2 separate regions of the Mus musculus genome follow, and region 2 is linked to region 1. The links are chromatin contacts, called in public HiChIP or PLAC-seq maps. All regions are on one chromosome and are shown on one strand. Each heading gives the region's core, a stretch centred on a gene start, on an enhancer-like site or on the middle of the called end of the contact. The rest is flanking DNA. Distances are from core to core; before and after follow the strand shown.

Evidence for each region. HiChIP or PLAC-seq counts read pairs in DNA pulled down with a chosen protein or histone mark.
Region 2: an H3K27ac HiChIP or PLAC-seq map of heart atrium shows a contact between it and region 1, with 5 read pairs. The contact joins two enhancer-like sites. A contact is called at or near these places in 1 of 39 promoter capture datasets (pre-B cells), 1 of 15 datasets of contacts at CTCF or cohesin (large pre-B cells), 1 of 484 Hi-C or Micro-C datasets (nephron progenitors) and 4 of 115 datasets of contacts at active chromatin or transcription factors (CD8 T cells, double positive thymocytes, embryonic stem cells and 1 more).

What each region holds. Positions count from the first base shown.
Region 1 is chr1:127,270,132-127,275,804 of GRCm38.p6, reverse strand. The region is part of intron 2 of Mgat5 (mannoside acetylglucosaminyltransferase 5); the gene reads right to left. Among named protein-coding and RNA genes, the nearest start is that of Gm51747, 27 kb to the left of the region's middle. Within about 2 kb of position 2,219, at least 8 of the 459 cell types and tissues checked have an H3K27ac peak or open chromatin away from gene starts, as enhancers often do. A contact at or near this core is called in heart atrium, where this site is marked.
Region 2 is chr1:127,336,319-127,341,991 of GRCm38.p6, reverse strand. All of the region lies in intron 4 of Mgat5 (mannoside acetylglucosaminyltransferase 5), which reads right to left. Among named protein-coding and RNA genes, the nearest start is that of Gm23734, 36 kb to the left of the region's middle. Within about 2 kb of position 2,726, at least 28 of the 459 cell types and tissues checked have an H3K27ac peak or open chromatin away from gene starts, as enhancers often do. A contact at or near this core is called in heart atrium, where this site is marked.

The DNA.
Region 1 (5,673 bases), core at 970-3,469:
GTCCCACTAAAGAAAAGCTAAGAAGTTATATAGTTCCAAGGTCCACAGGCTTCCATTCCTTAGGAACCAATATGCTTTGAACAGCCAGCTTGGTTTAATATAGTTTATTTTTGCACGATGCATGGTGCATTGGCATGGCAGTGGAATGAATAATATACAAACTTTCTTTATTGCTCTCATTAAGTACATATCTGGTCATTCCCAAACTTTTTGAATTCATTCATTTCTAAACGCTACGAGACCAAATCAAATGAGTTTATTTAAGATAAATCTAAAGACAGGTGTATTGACTGCTTTTCTCCTTGCTGGGACCAAGACCCAACAAAGGCAACTTAAGTATTTTGGCTCACAGTTTTAGAACACAGCCAGCCATGGAGGGGAAGTCTCCAGGGTAGGCATGTTGAGGCATCTGGACACAATGCAACCCCAGTCAGAAAGTTAGGAGCAATGAATGGATGATGGTGCCCAGCTCATTCTTTTCTTTTCTTTTTCTTTTCTTTCTTTTTCTTTTCTTTCTTTCTTCCCTTCCCTTCTTCCCTTCCCTTCTTCCCTTCCCTTCTTCCCTTCTCTTCTTCCCTTCCCTTCTTCCCTTCCCCTTCCCTTCCTTCCTTCCTTCCATCCTTCCTTGAATATCTTATTCAGTCTAGGGGTAGTGCCGCCCACATTCAGTGTGGGTCTTCCCTGTTCAGTTAAATCTTCTCTGAAGATGTCCTCACAGCTATGTCCAGACCTGTGTCTCCTAGAGATCCATTCAAGTTGACGACGAAGAGTGACCATACATACAACTGATAAATTGAGTGGCATTGCTAATAATATGACTGGCCTTTTGCAAATGCATGTCACCTTAGAGAATACTAGTCTATTTTGGGGGTTGGTTTGTTTGTTTGTTTGTTTGTTTGTAACTGGAGAGCAAGGAGATGGCTCAGTGGATGACCATCTGTTGACAAACTTTAGGACCCATACAGTGGGAGAATACTAGCTCCTGTTCGCTGCATGTCGTTGTCCTCTGACATCCATAAGTACCCTATGGTGCACATGTAAACATACATGTACTCATCCACATATGTACATGTGTACACATACGTTAAAAAATGTTTTAAAGAGACATTCTTAAAATTGACCCAAGGGAGGCTAGGGAGTTACTTGACAGTTAAGAGCACTTGATGTTCGTGGAAAGGACCTGGTTCAGTTCCCATATGGTGGCTCACAACCATCTATGACTCCAGTTCCAAGGGACCTAATACCCTCCTTTGTCTTCAGCAGGTACCAGGCATGCATGTCATAAAGATATACATGCAACAAAATACCCATACCCATAAAATAAAAAATTTTAAGAAAAGAAAAAAAAATTGAACCAAGATTCTGAAAGCTCTAGAACAAACTGCTCTTTTAGTGAGTCCTTGAGTCTCTTGACCTATCTTCCCAAGAAGAAATTACTAGGAAGCCAGCAGCAACACTAGTAGGAAAAGCAAGAAACCTTCTCAAAATATACCACAAGTCCTTTTGCCTTAAAATAAGAGGTGCCCCTGACCAGCTGAGATTCGTGGACTTTTGTTGAATGAGGACACTCAAGACTCTAAGGCAGTAGCTAAACTCTGAGCCATGCAAGAAGTTGCCAAGCCTGTAGGCACCGACCTCCTGGGGGTTGGCAGGGTAGCAGGCAGGAGTGGGCCATATGGAACCAACAACAATTGATAATACCTATCATTGTAGACTTGACCCTACAATGGTCAGGGAGTCCGGTGGAAGGAAGGGAGAGACAAAAAGAGGAAGAAGAAAGGTAGAGCTAGCCTACTCCTAGTGAGTCATGCCAACATCTGGGGTCTTCTTTATCTAAGGGGACCCTTCTCTTGGCTAAGATGTAGCAAGAGGTGTCTTAAGTAAACTGTATAGTAATTCCTAAAGCAAATCTAAGAGGAGAAGAAAGAGGAAAGATTGCCATACATTTCTGAGAACTAACATTAATGACACTCACATGCATCTATGCAAAGGTTTACTCACCAAGCTGATAGGGTCCAGCACAAATATAAGTCCATGTAAAAGCTTAGTGTCCCATATCCTACCAGGAACTAGAGAAGGGGTCTTCAGATAGCTCTCCTAGCATTCCAGTGGCGCACAGACACCTGAACATACCCCAGCCAGTTTTTCTCTTTGGGTGTGTTTGGCTACTGGCTTCCTGTCATTCCTTAGGGCTTCTATTTATAGCGCTCATCAGTCTGTAGGACACCTCGGTGACTCCAGGGCTGTGGCCTTCTTCTAGAACTTGCCTTATTCGGAATGTTGGGCTCTGTGCTAAGTCCTGATTTTCAATCTGCTTCTTCTCCCTTTCACACAGTGTGAGCAACTCACCAGTCCACCTTGCAGGAGAGACAGAAGCCCAGAAAATGCTAGAAGGTCATAATCAGAGGGATAGTATTAAGACTAGGAACACGAAGCCCTGTGTGCCTTTTGCTCTCTATTTAAACCTAAACCTCATGTTGGGACCCTGAAGTTAGACTCGTGGGGTCAGTGACCTTCTTCTCTGCTTCCCATAGTGACTTGTTTAGCTGACCTATGGAGGATGGTGGCTAAACCCAGGCTTGGGTTGGGGCTGCCAGAGTCCAGGCCCTGACCCTGACAGCACAGCTCTGGGGACAGACTTACTAAGGGCAGTGTCCCTGGGACTTAAAACACAGGAGGAGTTCAATACCTTCATATTCACTGACTGGGCAGTTTTTATAATTCAAGGTCAGGACAACTTAAAGAGTTCTATTTGAGACCCTGCCTTCAGCTTCTTGGAGCAGCTTCCTGGTTCCACCTGGCTCTAACTCTCAGTCTCTACTGCTATCTTCACTTTCTCCTTTAGGATGTGCAGGGTTCCCTTCTCCGCGGCTGGTTTCCCTTTTCACCTTCCATTGTCTCTGCTCCCCTATAGCCTTGGGGCTTCATGCTTCTTGCTTACCACAGAGTTTTCTTTTGAATCTCCTCACCCAGCTTCCTGAAATATAATCTCCGAGGTCTAGGAAACAAGGATAGAAAGGCAAAAAGGCGCAAATTAGCATCTCCAGTAGGGACAGGAGAGATAAGAGGAAATCCGCTCAACAATAGTGAAGGCTAGACCCCAGTGGCAATAGTGAAGGCTAGACCCCAGTGGCATTCACTCCCAAATTAAAAAAAAAAAAAAAAGGCTTGGCTCAGTGGGTAAAGGAGCTTGCTATCAAAGCTCCTTTAAGAGTTTGTTCTCTGAGACACAGAGGAAGAAGAGAGACTTCACCAGTTGCCTTCTGACTTCCATATGCACACACACACACCCATAATATAAAACTATAATAGTGAAAATTAAAAGGTAAGTGTGTGGGCTTAGGGATCTAGCTCAGTCAGAGTGCTTTCCTCGCAGATATGAAGCCCTGGGTCAGCTCCCCAGACTCATGTAAACCAAGCATGGCGGTTCATAGCTGTAATGACAGCACCGGGGTGATGGGAAGAGGAAGATCAGAAGGTCAAGGCTATCCTCGGCTACACAGTGAGTTCAAGTTCCAGGTCAGCCTAGGCTACAAGAAACACTTTAAAAATAAAAATGAAAAAGCAGAGGCTGAGAGGATGGCTTTGGGGGGGGGGTAGGTGCAGGAGGGGGGCAAAGTGCCTGCCTGGCAAGCAGGAAGGCTTGAGTGTCAGGAGCACCAGTGTTTCATGGGCAAAGGAGAGAAGAAGATCCCGAGGGCTCTCTGCGCAGGCAGCCTCACTGAGTGGAGCTGAACATAGCTCTAGCTTGGTGAGAGACCATGTCTCAAAAACTAAAGCAGAGTGAGAGGGGGTAGGGGAGAGCACAGTAGCTAAAGACATCCAACATCAACCTCTGGCCTCCATATGCAAACACACACACACACACACACACACACACACACACACACACACGCGCGCGCGCACTAAGGATATCCTCTCACACAGTCATGCATCCAGAGTGCCTGCATTCACTCTTCTTTTTAGAAATGATTTCATGATAGCAAGACCTTCTCAAAGGGTGAGGGTGGGGGCTGCCCAGCCCAACAGATGGCAAGAATCAAGAGAACTGAATGAGAGATCAGGAGACAGAGAATCTCCATAGAGACTGCAGACATCATTAAGAAAAGTCCTGCAAGAAGAGGGTCCTGGTCTTTCATAGATGGGTGCAGGTATCCACTACTCGGCAAAAGGCTTCCTGGCACCCCAGCATGCTTGGGTATAAGGCCTGAGTTTGTGTTCTAAGGTACCCCCCACCCCAGCAAAGTTACACATTCCTCAGATGAAGCGACAGAAGTTCAGATAGGTGCAAGATACATTCGTACATGTGTCTACTGGCCCTGGAAACTTCCAGCAGCACACAGAGACACTTCAACAGAGGTCAGGTCTAAGGAGTTCCATCTTCCACCCTCAAGAGTTGGAAGAAGTGCTGTGACTTGACCAGAGCCACAAGCAGGAGGGAACTGCTGACAGTGCAGAAGTCCCCTGAAGTTCCTGCTCTCCTCTGGGGCTTCCGCACACCCTTGCTGCAACAGGCAGCTTTAGGGTCTCCGTAAAACCACATTCTAGTCTTCAGTGGGGAGAAAACAATTATTTTAAAAATCTTTTTTTTTTTTGAGACAAGATCTCATGTATCCCAGGCTGGTCTATATTGGAGGATGGATATAATCCTCTGGCCTCCATCTCCTGGACAGGGTTGTAAGAATAAACCACAACATCTAGTTTTGGAAAAGTATTCGTTTATATATGATGCATAAATATATGTATAAGGGCATGAGAGAGAGAGAAAGAGAGAGAGAGAGAGAGAGAGAGAGAGAGAGAAACAGACAGACAGACACAGACAGACGGAAAGCATGTGGAGGTCAGAGGTTACCTCAAGTATAATATGTCCAACCCATCTTGTCTGAGACAGTTTCTAGTTCTTTATTGCCTTGCGCACCAAGCTATCTGGCCCCCAGTTTCTAGGCCTCTCTTTTTACTGCTTCCCGTCTGGCCTCAAAAGTGCTGAGGTGACAGTTTGCTGCTGTCTGTGGCTTTAACATGGGTTCCCAGGCTTCATACGCCGGTACTTACCCCGCAGCCAAAACGTTTCTTCTTCTTTTTTTAATGCAAAAATGAATGTTGTTGCTGAGCCATCTCTCTGTGTTAGAGTGGTTGCTAGTTCACATGAGAAATGAGAAAAAAGGTGGGTGAGAGGGCAGGGAAGAGGGAAGAGGAGAGAGAAGGGAGCAGGAGGTTGGCACAGCTCTCACGTCAAAGGGCACACACAATGATTTGCTCTGGAGCCAAGTGTGCGTGAGCACCACCCAGAATCAGAGGGTCAGTAACCATAGATACCATGTTCCCATGAGGAAACAGCTGTATACATTTTTTATAGTGGCCAAACAGAAAGGCATAAGCCAGCACTTTGTAAATACACTACTGCAGCACTGGGTAAACAGTTACAGTAACAGTCGGAAGTCTCTACTATAGGCCCCGGATGCCACCCGATGACATCCTTAGATTCCGGCTGGGGAAGGAAGAGGTCTGATAGTCATTCCTAAAGTTACATAACACTCACGAGGATGTCAGGTCAGACCCCAGAAATGGGCAAAGAATGGATAAAAATAGCCTAGGATGATTTGGCGCTAGACCTGCAACATTCCAACTCTTCAAAATTGGAGTCAGAATTAGGCATCGGCCTTGAACAGCATT
Region 2 (5,673 bases), core at 1,477-3,976, 66 kb before region 1:
TTGAAAAGGTTTTGAATTTGTATCTTTCCCCCAGCTAGTGATGCACAGTTTGGTTCTGTCCTATGCTGGGGAATGGAGAAAAGCCACAGCTCCCAGTCACATGAGCGGCAGGGCAAACAACCAATAACGTGCAGGTGAATGCTGCGTTGCTATGGCGGGATGTTCACAGGCTAGGTTTCCCCACACATCTTCAGCTTACTGATACCTTGGACCTGTGATGGGTGTATGAAGATGTAATCCTACTTGAAAGTTCAAGGGCATCTATGTTGCCTAATAGGAAAACCAAAGGGTATTTGTTCACTGGTAAAATAATCCAAAATATCCAAGCTTACCAAAGCCAGCGTCCTGTACATTTGAGGAGGTTTTGTTTTGGAGGAAGGGTCCCAGTTGTGTCAGGATGGCTTCAAGCTCACTATACAGACAAGGGTGGCCCTGAGCCTCTGGTCCTTCTCCCTCCATCTCCTGAGAGCTGGGATCACAGGGGTGCCCCACCATGGCCAGTTTATACAGTGCTGGGGATGGAACCTAGCAGCTTGGTGCACGCAAGGCACGTATCCTACCTACTGAGCTGCATACCCAGCCCCAACATCTGACACTTAAGATTATATCCAAGCCATCAAAGTGTTCAGACTTGTCCAACTTTCTGTTCCTGAGCCTTAAGCTTTTTCATCATCAGATGTCCCCCAGGTGACCTTAAATATCAATAACAAGATGATATTTAAGAAAGTACCCAACTGTCTTAGCATCTGTAGACATCACAAGACCCAGGATATCCTAAATGAGCCTGGAGTCCTAGCCTATGCTTCCTCTACACGGGGCAGATTATGCATCCTTTCCCACCTTGTCTGGGAATACAAGATAAATGTTCTACACATCCGCTTAGAGGAATTAGTAAAGTATTTTAAGATAATTTGTGCTTAAGGATATTAAGCTCTCCAAAATAAAATTATTCCTTTAAATCAATTTATTAACATCCCACAACTGTGGTGGGTGGTACACGTGATATCAGAGACAACACAGGCATCTGAAGTAGTACTGTTCATGCAAACCAGGGGGCGGCTGGCTTTTTTCTGGGAAGAGCTGGAGAATAAACATTTTGGCATGGTGAACAATATAGTTCCCTTTGTAACTACTCAATTCTGGTTCTGTAGCACAAATGCAGCCACAGGCAATAAACCCTCAAATAGGCATGGCTATACATTCAATTAAAACTTCACACCCCATCACTGTTCAGATAAGGCTAGAAGTATACACTAAAGACCTTGGAAAGTCTTGCTTCCTTGATTTGAGGGAAATGTTCGAATGTCTCAATCTCATTGCCTTCTAAAATGCCACGAAAGTCTAGTTATAGAAGAAGAAACAAAGATCAAGTAACTTTTCCAGAAATCCTAATGTAGGCCAGGGCAGCCATGTGTGCAAATCTCTGTCCCCCAGGGTCATGGTTCTGCTAGTATCTGGGCAGATGGTAGAGCTGAGACGGGTGCTTTCTAAAATGACTTGGCCCGAGTCTTCCTGCCGGCTATTTCGGATCCCACTCAGAGACTTGGACTCACATTGCTGCACACACTGCACCCTCACTCGTCAGAGCCACCTAGTGAACAAAACCACGCCCACAGGTGCCCTGCGTCAGCCAACAAAATATAAGTGGGAGATGATACAGTTTAGAAAATGATGCCTGTATTAGACATGGTTTTTAATGTTATAAAATACCTGACTAAAGAAAACTGAGGAAGGAAGGTTGGCTTTGGCTCAGGGACTGAGCAAGCAGAGCCTAGTGACATAAAAATCACAGCGACAAGAGCATGGGGCAGCTGGTCCCCTTTCTCCCAGTCAGGAAGCAGAGAGATGGACATTGGTGCTCGGCTCGCTTTGCCTTGTTATTCAGTCCTAGACTCCAGTTATGAAGTGGTGCCATCCATACTCAGACGGGACCTTCATACATACCTCAGCTACATCTTTCTGGAAACATCCTTAGGCACACGTCCAGAGGTGTGTGTCCAAGCCGGTCAGTCGGACAGTGAAGATTAGCATCCGTACCCATTTCCATTTTCAGTTTGGCTAATAACTTACTTCCCACAGTAGATGTCATACCTGTGTGTCTTAAATACACCCCACCAGAATGTGGCCTGGAGCTTCCAGAAGGCCGGTTCTTCTCTCTGGAACCTTCTCTAGATAGTCCTTGGGTTCCCTTCTCCCTTTCAGAGGTGTTGGCCCAATGTCTCTTCTTGAGGGGGTCTTCTTTAACACCCAACTAACACCACCACCCCCTTCTGTCGCTGCTGGACCAACTGCACATTTATGTATCTATACAGTGGGTTTACTCATCTCCCTCTCTCCAGCCTGAAGAAGGAAGGGCCTGGCAGGACATAGAGTATCCAGCAGATGATCCAACTCAGTCAGTCCCTGGGTTGGAGGAGAACGGCAATTTTCTATTACATCTTGTGGCTCAGCTATAATTTCTAACATTTGAACAGTCCAATTGCATCCCTCTTCCTGACAGGGAAAACAGGTTTTTGTCCGAGCTTCCACTTGAAAACACAACCCAGTAATTCACTTACACACATAAGCAGGAACTTGGCTTGTTCTGGACACTTGGAGCCTGCGGGCATGAAAATCACAGCTCAGTGAATTCCCAGGTGTCCTGGATGACAGCTCAGGAGCCCTGAGCACAGCTTGGCCCTGGCACACGCGGGCAGTGGGCATTCTTAGCCAACTCAGCTGCTGCTAATGGCCCTGTGCCCTAAAGAAACAACTGTCCTCCTGGCACGGCAGAGCTGCAAGCCAGAGGCCACCTTCTTAATCCTCACAGCATTCCTCGGTAGGACAGGGAAGGCAGTTAATCTCTGTCACCATGTCACTCGGTTCTGACAGAAATGTAAGAAGAAAATCGACCTTGCCCCTATCTTCTGGAACACACATCTGTCTCCCCAGAGCTAGGCTTCAGAAAGCCACTGAAGAGAAATGAGGACAACTTCAGCCAAGTGCCTCACTTGGGTGACAGATAAGATCAGACCCGGCACATACTAATCTTTTCACTGCCCCAGCCTAACTGTACCCTGAAATGAAGTTTTAAATGTTTACTTTGTTCTCTGAAAATCTTGCTATAACTTGTAATGCTTGCCTTAACCATTGTTAATGAAAGCAATTACCCAGAAGGTTCTATTAGCATAGAGTTTAGACAGGTTAATGACTGTCTTCCCTTGAGAACAAAATACTCCCAGTAGGCAGTCCCCTCCTCACGTGCAATGAGAAGACAGGGAAGGGGACACAGGGAAGGGTCAAGCACTGTTTTGGGTCTGCCTGAGTTTGACGGGACAGGAGGTGTAGGAACTGTATGTATGTCCCTTTACGCATGGATGAAGAGAGAGTCCAAGAAGGCATTCCCACCCCCAGGTGGCTGCAGAGTTTGAAGGCCATCATAAGGCTAAAAGCCACAGGGATCCAAAGGGTTCTTTCAGGCAAAGGAAAAAGCATCTAAGGACTGAGAATTAAGAAACACAGGACAAGGGGCTGGGGAAACGGATCAGTTGGTAACACACACACACACACACACACACACACACACACCCTACAAAGTAGCTGAGGTTACAGATTAGTGGTAGAGCACTTGCCTTGTGTCTGAGGCCCAGAGTTACACTGCCAGCACCACTATAAAACAACCAGCAGCTAGCATCTGATCCTCCTGGGGATAACCTGATTGAGGGAATCGTGGGTGTGCAAAGTCAAGAGCACAGCCAAACAGAAAACCTCTCAAAACCCCACCCATCATATCTCCTCATTCCCACGAGAATAGCTAAAGCCTCCAGAGTGGCTTCTCTATTTTTAAGCCTCGAGGTCCGGAATGCGTCTGTGGAAATAGGCGTCAAACACAAACAGGTGAAGAAGAAAACAGCAAAAGACAAGGGAGCACGTGGGAGAAAGCAGATGTGTCGGGGACTGAACCGTCTGCGGAACCGACACCATATGTGAGCCCACGTCATCACTGTCTGCACGTACCTCATTAAGACAAATTAGAGCAAGCGATGGCTGTCATCTTCTGATCAAAACAAACAAGCCTAATTTCATCATGCCCAAATCCTGTCTCTGTTATGAAGTGTAACCCAATGCTGAAGCTTCAGGCCCCATAGCAGGGAGACCACCTCTAGTGCTGAGGATCCATCACAGCTGCTACTGTGCTTGTCTGGCCTGTGAGAAGCTCCGGATAGGTGCTTACCACTGCACAAAAAGGTGTGGTGGTGCACACTTATAACCCAGCACTCCAGAGGCTGAGGCAGGAGCATCAGGAGTTTAAGGTAATCCTTAACTACCTGTTATTTTACCTGTTCAAATAAATAAGCAAATACATGAATGTTAATACCTCTAAATCATGTGAGTGAATAGAATTTCACAAAAATCTTACACTGTTTTTATAACAAGTCACAAACAGATAACAGAATAGATGATCTTAGAGTGATATCTCAACCTTCAAAATGGGAGAGGCCCTTCCCCTTCTGACAACACAGCAGTCAGAGTTCCTGGGACTTTTAGGAATTCCCATACCAGGCTAATGGCAGATGGGATATTCCAGAAGTGAAGGAAGGTAGGGCCACCCTTACTGTCCTCTGTACAGTGTGTGTCAGTGGAGGGCGCTCAGTTGGACAAACACTTGGTGGGTATCTCTGCTCACACTGACTCACAGCAACACACTCCTATTCCTACACTGTTTGATTTCCCTGCTGCTTCAGTGGTTAGTCTCTACACGGTCTGGATTTAGGGTCACCCAGGAGACACACCTCTAGGCATGTCTGTGAGGACGTCTCCAGAGTGAAAACTCACCCTGAAAATGGGCAGTACCATCCCATGGGCAGGGATCCTGAACTCAATAAAAATGGAGAAAGTGAACCAAGCACCACACCCATCTTCCTGCTTCCTGCCTCCAGGATGCCATGTGAGCAGTCAAGTCAAGCTCTTGCTGCCGTGACTGTCCCGCCATGATAAACTGCACTCTTAAACTGTGAGCCAAAATAAAGCCTTCCTCTCCATGATGTGTTTTTGCCAGATATTTAGTCACAGCAAGAGGAAAGTAATTACGACGAGTCCAGTTTCCTACATCATCCTGAAAAAGGGGCACTATTTTCCCATGTCACAGAAGAGGAAACTCAGGTGAAACCTTAACTAACCTGCCCACTCTGCCAAGGCATGAATGGCAGAGCCTGGGTTTGAACCTGGGCCTTCTGGGTCTCAAGATATACTTTTCACAGTCTTTCCTTTCCCACAGCACTAGAAGCAAAGGGTCAACTGCCTTTAAATGAATATGCCCAAACTAATGGCTTGGGGTAAAGTATTTTACATTCTGCCAGATCCCCAGTTCCCCAGGGATCACAAACCTTCACTGGGTTGTCTCCTCAGGAAGTAAGTCACCGGGGCATTCATGAAGTTATACCTTTGGGAATCAAGATGGTATCTCACTTCTTCCCATGGCTCATCATGGCCCCACAGTTCTAGCTTCAGAGTGATGTAGCTCTCAAATCTCTTCCCTCAGGCCTCATTCTTTTCTCTAATTTCAGATGTTTGCCTCCTACTTACATCATCAGTAGTCTCAACCGGAAGTTCTTTATTAACATGTATTCACTGTAATTAATGGGCTTCAAGACATTTACATGCATACACACACACACACACACACACACACAC